Regions from separate parts of the Lactuca sativa genome. Here region 1 is linked to region 2. A link is a contact called in public Hi-C data. All regions are on one chromosome and are shown on one strand. The core of a region is the stretch at or near the end of the contact, and the rest is flanking DNA. Distances in the headings are between cores, read along the strand shown. Region 1 holds the start of LOC111896981 (pyruvate kinase, cytosolic isozyme). Region 2 holds the start of LOC111900691 (pumilio homolog 12).

Region 1 (3,975 bases), core at 85-2,584, 180 kb before region 2:
TAAATTAAAAGTTATATAGATAAAATACATAATAATTTTAATTGTACAGTACTTTAAAATAACATAAGTTAAATGATTCCTATTGGCTTCAATTAATTATTAAGATTTTAAACTATTTGTTAGTTAATTTTTAATTGAAATTTAAAATTATTATTATTGATTTATATTATATTTTAACAAGTTCAATGACATAAAACCAAGCAAAAACTCTCTTCCCGTTTGTAAATAACCTATTTTAGTTATATGTCGATACATGATTTATAGATCAATTAATGATAATTAGATTCATACATGTGAATTATTTCCTTTTCAGATCTATCAGATTGCATCTCAACTAGATCTAGTGTGTAATGATTGATATAAAATTATCATAGTTCAAGTACCAAATATACAAATCTTTCTAAATTTACTAAATTATGCAATAAAAAGATGAATATCTAAAAGATTAGTTATTTATTTCAATTATTGTCTATACTTTCCATTATTTGTTTCAATTATTGTGTATACTTTCCATTAGAAGAAACACAAACTGACAAATTCTCTTAATAAACAGAGAGTTTGCTAGATTCAGACATCAATCGATGCCATGGCTGAATGGAAAACAAATCGCGTAGCCATGACCAAGGACGAGCTTATAGCTCTAATTAGATCTAATTAACGAAACATAGCATCAAATGATAATGAAAAAGTCAACATCCCAACAAAATTGGGGACTAGATTAGACTTAATATGAACACAAAATGGTGATCGAATCAATATCAGAATTCAGAAGTAGTCAATTTTACCACCGAAGTCAAAATTAAATCTGTATCAGATGTATAAACACTTAGAAGAATTAGACATTGCTGTGTAGATGATGCAAAAAACAGATTGCAAACAATCGATCGATTAGTGGAGATCTAGTAGAGAATAGAGATTACGTACTTTGGTATCGAGCATAACTGCACAGAGAATACCGGTGTTATCCATGGCAGTTTGGAGATTATCAAGCGTTTCCTGATGATACTCATAAGATCCATGTGAGAAGTTGAATCGAGCTACGTTCATTCCAGCTTTCAACAGTTTCTCGACCATAGTAACAGATCTAGAAGCGGGTCCCAAAGTGCAAACGATCTTAGTTCTCGGCCTCCTCACGCCAATTTCTTGCAGACTCTGATCGGTCTTCATCTGGTCCATGTTTGCTACGATCTAATCGGTATCAGATTAAATCAAGTTGACTGATCTGTTCTCAAATGGAAATTTGAGATGAAAAAGCTCTGATTTTTGGATGGGAGATAAAGGAAGTTTTGTGGAGACTGACGAAATGAAAGTGATGTGAAAGTGAATGAAAGCCATGGGGTCGATGGTGGGTATCTAGAGTTAGTTTATTCATGAATAATGGCACATGCTTGATGATTCATGCCACGATGTGATCGACCCAACCGAAATCTTTTACCTTTTTGGTTCCCTTCTTGTCTTTGTAATTAAGAAGAGCTTTTGCCCTAATTCGTAAAGTGTCAATCATTAGCTACTACAACCTAATATTTGTAGCATTTTATGTTTTAATTATTTGATAGAACACTCATGTATGGCAATGAAATTAGGTCATGGGGGGTATATGGGGCACAAAGAGGTCTCATGGCCAGGTCCAAGCTATGGTCTTGCAGACCACCCGAAGGGTGTCATTGTGCAACGTTTGTGGTCCGTTGTGGTATATACTATATACCATGGAATGCAACGGTCAAGTAGAAAATATGGGTGAGTTTCCAAGGACGATGGCTAAAAATTAGAAAAAAAAATTAAGTAAAACCATTTTTCTTTCTATAAATATTACCATTTTACTATAATTTTTTTCATACCTTTCTTTTTTCCTATACTACACATACCGCAATACTTACAAATACAATTTTCACAACAACAAAACTTCCAAACCCAACAACTTCTCAATGATAACAACAAACACAGATGCCCGAAATATACTAACAGTATGCTAACATCCGTATACTAACATCCCTCCAGTTGGAAGGGAAGGCTCCTGCCGAATGTTTGAACTACACTAAAAGTCAAGAAATAGAGGTGAAGGTAACCCTTTAGTAAATATCAACATATTGGGACTATGATGGTTCATAAAGCACTCAAATTTGTCCTAATGCAACTTTAACTCGAACAAAGTGTAAGTCAATCTCAATGTGTTCTTTATGTTGATGTTGAAACACGTTTTTGAAGAGATAAGCAACACTAACATTATAACAACACACAATTATAGCATAAGTGGGTTACAAATCCAACACGTTTCAACAACGATGTTGACAACGTCTCGGTTCTCAATTTCAGCACTAGATCGAGAGATGATGCCTTGCATTTGGTGACATGGACAATAAACTTTAACCAATAAAAACACAATAAACGGGCGTGGATCGACAATTGGTCGGAAAACCTACCTAGTCAGCACCATAGTAATCTAAAATGTGCCTCATGAGGTTTGTACATGTAAAGGCAAGCTTGATGAACTGCATAGGCAATATTCGATTGAGTAAAAGTTTGATATTAAAGAACACCTACAAGGTTGTGACATAAAGACAAAACATCAATATGTAGGCCAAAACTATGGAGTTTTGTGCATGTATCAATAGGTATGATGGTACGATCAGGATTGAAGTTAAGCATGTTGGATCTCTTCAAACTTTCCAAGGCATACTTTCTTTGCGATAAAAACATTTTGTGATGATCTCGAATGTAAGTGGTACCAAAGAAGTAGTTAAGCTCCCTAAGTGCTATCATGGAAAACTGAGTGCCCAGCATAGTTGAGATAATTCTCAAATGATCAGAAGATGAAGTGCTCAGTATAATATCATCAAAATATAAAAGTAAAAATAGTTGTATGAGATCCTTATTAATAAATGAACAATAATGAGTCATATCGACCGTGAGTGAAACTATAAGAACATGAAAATAAGAGATTTGGTTTTTGTCAAATATTGACCAAAAGGACAAAATGGTCATTAATGAGAATTTAGCAAGTTTATAAAGTTGTGACTTCATGAAAATGGCCAAGACGAGTTTAAGTCACTTATGAGAGGTAAGATGAGTAAGTTCAAGAAAAAGAATGCATGAGAAGATGCATTTTAGCGAAATGGGTAAAAATGAGTATTTTTATGGTTTTTAGGCCAAGTTTGTGACTTAATATATTAAGACATGTATTAATTCAATGAGAAAAGACTTAACAGAGTTGTAGATTATGTTCCCGCTTTTGCGTAGATATATATATATATATATATATATATATATATATATATATATATATATATATATATATATATATATATATATATATATCATAGAAAACAAGTATAGAACGAATATGTTATGCACGTTATAAGTTGGGGGGAAAAGTTGTCCCCAAAGCTGGAATGGAATCAACAATGCACTTTACTGATCTCCAGGTACCACAACGCGGTAAGCAGATCGCCAGGACGTTGTGGCATAAGTTGGTAGCCATTGACCGAAGTCAAATGGTCACCACAGCGTGGTGGAGACCCCACCATGACACGATTTCAAGGCAAGAACATAGGTTTTAACCTGTTAAGAGCTCATTTCGATCCATATTCGTTGGAGATCGATTGGGAGGTCAAAGGTAGCAATTTGTCACAACTAGAAAATTAGGCTTAAGATGGTGATCCTTGTACAAGACAATTTCCTCTATGTAACCTTGCAACATTACTTTTAGTGAAATTCAAACTGCAATGCTATTTAAGTTCCTACGTTCATACATTATGATTCAAGCCGAAAAAACCTCATGCAAGTCCAAAACTCCATCCAATAAGCCAAGTCCAATCAATTTTGGGCCTTAGCCTAAGAATTCTCGCCCAAAACCCTATTGGACCAATACTTCTTCAGTGGACCCAGTAGGGCCGATAACTTCTCCATTTTCTCTTGTCGGGCCGAAAACCCTTCTTTGGGCCCTAATGGGCCGAAAACTTCTATTGGGCTCTATAT
Region 2 (4,286 bases), core at 1,762-4,261:
CTGTTCATCAGTTTTATTCGAATATTTTATCTAACATATACATTTAATTTGGCTCAAAACAGAAAGAATGGTAAAATTTTCATTTTTAGCAATCAGCACAGCCAGTCAGATGTGTAATCAAACAACATGGTTTTAGTCAGAGGCATATATAGTCAGAACCTCAGACCTAGTCAGGCCGTGACCCAATCAGATCTGACTCGGTCAGAAACTATCAGACAACCCCTATACTCCTCCATGAAAGGTTGGATTTTTACAAAGTTTATATTTTTGGAATCACGCTGAAGCGTACATTCTAAGTGTGTTAGCCTGCTTATACGATGATATGACTTTTCACACAATTATTTATGAGCCTGTTCATCGTAATAATCATGTCTGGTAAGGACATAATCGAATATATTTATTAATATATCGGAATATTACATTATTATCCTATTACACTTTATTGTCTATGTCGATTTCTAATGGCGGTCGGTGACGCTTTTGTCTTGGTTATCACATCCTCCCCCCATTAAAGGAAATTTTGTCCCGAAATTTAGCTTGTAGTCGGGATGCTTTCGTACAAGTGAGGGTACTTGCTATTCATTTGGTCTTTGCGCTCCCACATGTACTTTGGTCCTCTCTTAGAGTTCCATCACACTTTGACTATGGGAATGCAACTATGTTTAAGTCTTTTTACTTCTCGGTCCATGACTTCAAATGGTTCTTCGACAAAATTGAGTTTCATATTGATTTAGATATTATCCAAAGGGACGATTAACGTATCATTGGAGAGGCATTTCTTAAGGTTCGATACATGAAAGACGTTATGTATGTTGCCGAGTTTTTGGGCAACGCGAGTCGATAGGCTACCGGACCTACTATAGATAGGATCTCGAAAGGTCCTATGTACCTTGGATTGAGTTTTCCCAGTTTCCTGAATCTTATTACTCCTTTCCAAGGAGAGACTTTCATCATGGCCTTATCTCAAACTTGGAATTCAAAGGGGTTTCTTCGAAAGTCATCGTATTTCTTTTGGCAATTGTAAGCGGTTTTTAATCGCTCTCTGATCTGCATATTCTTTTCTGTAGTCTCTTGTATGATCTCTGTTCTTGGTAGCAAATTAGTGTCTCCCGTTATTTTTTTTTTGTTAATTGCGTATCACCAACTTCTGCCCAACATATCAGTGTATAGAATTTTCTGCCATAAAGGGCTTCGAATGGTGCAACCTTTACGCTAGTGTGGTAGTTGTTATTATAGGAAAACTCAACCAAGGGTAGGTGAGCATCCCAAGCATCTCTGAAATCTATCATACAGGCTCGTAGCGTGTCCTCGAGCGTTTGTATCGTCATTTTGCTGGGTTTTAGTATACTACAACATCCTATGGTGCACATACAACCTAAATGTTTTGGATCTATGTTTTCTCTAATTATACATGCAATATTGTTTCCAAAGCATTAAGTCTGCAACTAGCATGCAATTGACACAAACAACATAAAATACCAGTTAGAAGTTTACCTCTTTATGTAGCTTGTAGAACTTGTTGTATTTGGACTTTAAGAACTTAGTGCCCCAAGTGTTGCACCTCAAATGGAATCACAACACACCTTTGGACAAAAGATGACTTTTGAGAGAATATTCTTGCAACCAAAATCAGCTCATGGAACTCCAATGATCACTAGTGTGTCATTTTGGATGCTAAGGGTCTTCTTATATAGTGTAGCTAGGATCAAGGTTACATCCATGTAAACCCAAATGTGAATGACTTTTCATCTTACTTAGGATTCATGGGTTAAAACCTCCATGGACTACCATATTGGTTTAGCCCATCCTAAATAACCATAAGCTCACACCATAAGAATGATTGATTTACCAAATCAATCCTCTTACATTTAATTAGTCTCTTTTGATCACTAAATTAATACTTGACAATACTAATTAAATAATATGATTTCATGTTAATATATTAGAACTTATAATATATTAACAAATCATAAATAACATTTTCTCAAAAGTCCATCTTATCAAATTGTTCTTGTGATATGCAACTCAGGAAAACACTAGAATTAGATCATGCATTGCATATATGTTGCATACATATTATTTACATAATTTTTAAAGTAAAGTAAAGAGTTATGGTAAAAGTTTTTTGGAATGTAAAGAAAAGAGTTTTAGTAAAATCTTTTAACAAAAAAGTTTTTGTAAAATATTTTAGAAAATACATAAAACAATTTTGGTAAAAGCTTTTGAAAAATACAGAAAAGATTTTTTGGAAAATACATAATATAGCTCATAAAAGCTTTTAGAAGTATAGTAAAATGCTTGAAAAAACATTTAAAAATATAGCAAAGAATAAAAAAAACCTTTGGAATGATTGGTAAAGAATTATGTGTAAGATTTTGAAAAGTAAAGAAAATAGTTTTGCAAAGCTATTGAAAGTATTTTTGTGTCTAAACTTATATAACTTACGAGACAATAAGTAATTGTATTTTATATTATGTCATGTATAAAGGATTAGAAGATGATTGTTAACATGCCAGAAACATCATGGAAGATAGTTGGAATGTAATTTTTATACTCTTGTAATGATCTTTGTCTAAATTTTTATTTATTTGCTATGATTGATTAGTTGATATAAATTTGATAACACTCATGATGTAAAACCTTAAAAAAGATTTTTGTTGGACCATATTTATTACAAAACATGACTTTATGTTATGAAATGTTTACAAACCAATCGGCATAATTTTATCTATAAACAATTAACAACGATTAGCCTAAAAAGGTAAAAATATTATTTTCTTGACTTGTTATTTAACTAGATCCAACCATGTGGGACCTCTAATTGAGATACATATAGAACAAAACATATGACAATCTATTGATAATTTTACTAATTTCTTAAAATTATAATCAAATTAAACAAGGTTAAAAAAAAAGGGAAAAGTGAGAGGGGTGCATGGGATGGGTAGACATGTATAATTGCATTTGCTCTGTTTTTGTGAAATGTTACGTACAACCCCTCACCCATCACCCCATCATATCATATGCAATGCTATTTTTCATGGCCCCCATTGCTCTTCACTCCTACCACCTATGAATATTACTCCATCATTACGCCGCCTCTACTCCTGATCTCACCACCACACTCCCATCCCCATTTCACGATTTCACCACCACAATTTCAAGATTTCACGACCCATTTTGTTTTCCCCCTTTTGATCTCAGTCGATCATCACTGGTACGTGTTCTTTTCGTGAAATCAAATCTCAATTTCATCAAAGATTTGTGTTTTCTGTTCTGGGTTTTGGATGTTCTGATGAACTTTCTTGTAAATGATTGAAATTTCTTTATAAAGATTGATCTTTTGTTGGTTATGACGGTGTTTTATGATTATGGTTTTCTGGGTTTTCATGCATCTGATGAAATGATCCATCTGTGATGTTGATCTTGTATACAATCTGAATTGTTTTCTATTGTGTGAATTTGACAATGTGCTTTATTTATTCATTCATTCCTTATTTTGGATTTTTTCACTGAAGTGTATCATCGTAAGCATGTTATTATGTGAAGGATTAGGTCAAATCTTGTTTGGTATTTTCGTTTTGTGAGTGTCATTTAATGCTTTATTTCGTTTTGTAGGTCCCATTTTACTATTATTTCATGTGTTTATTTTTTTGTACCTCTAAATATTTTTATTAAAATCTAGCAAGTAGAGACTCCAAAGGAACAATAGTACAAGTACACTGTTAATACATGCTTACACTCTTAACATTCATGAATATCAATCACCAAATGAAATGATTGATTATTTATACAATCATTTCATTCTTTTGATGATTGACATATATGAAATCATGATGTGTCATTTTACTTGATGTAAGTCATAAAATGGAGAATGAAAATGATACATCTATGTTAGAATCATGAGCTTAAGATTGTTTATAAAAGATTTGGAAGATTATACTATGGTTTTGCATACACTAAAATGTTTATTGTTTAAGGTTTATTTGGTTGGATGACAAAGAAATTAAGTTTTTCAAGTCCCATTTTCTTTAAGGTCATAGCACGACCCTTTTAAAGTACTAGCTGTAGGTCCCCCATACCAACAATCCCCTTCTCTTAACCCAAAGGGAACTTTATGTCATATCACATTGATTGCTTTTGCCTTTTAAATGTTAACATTTTGAATTATTATTGTTGTTATCATCCATCATTAACTACCTCCTCTTCTTATAAAGTCTTAAAAAACGTATTATACTAAATCTTATCATACAAACCATATATATCGTTCTTGAAATCTATAAAAT

What was found. Hi-C and Micro-C count contacts between places; a contact is called where the count stands out from the background.
Region 1: a contact with region 2 is called in a Hi-C map of bud, with 7 times the contacts expected there. The contact joins the promoter of LOC111896981 here to the promoter of LOC111900691 in region 2. A contact is called at or near these places in 3 of 4 Hi-C or Micro-C datasets (bud, leaf and seed).

The regions. Positions count from the first base shown.
Region 1 is chr1:87,141,664-87,145,638 of Lsat_Salinas_v11, reverse strand. It overlaps LOC111896981 (pyruvate kinase, cytosolic isozyme), which reads right to left and starts at 1,334. Exons shown (of 3, transcript XM_023892956.3): 1 at 925-1,334. The coding sequence starts at 1,176.
Region 2 is chr1:86,963,497-86,967,782 of Lsat_Salinas_v11, reverse strand. LOC111900691 (pumilio homolog 12) reads left to right here and starts at 3,011. Exons shown (of 7, transcript XM_042898368.2): 1 at 3,011-3,217.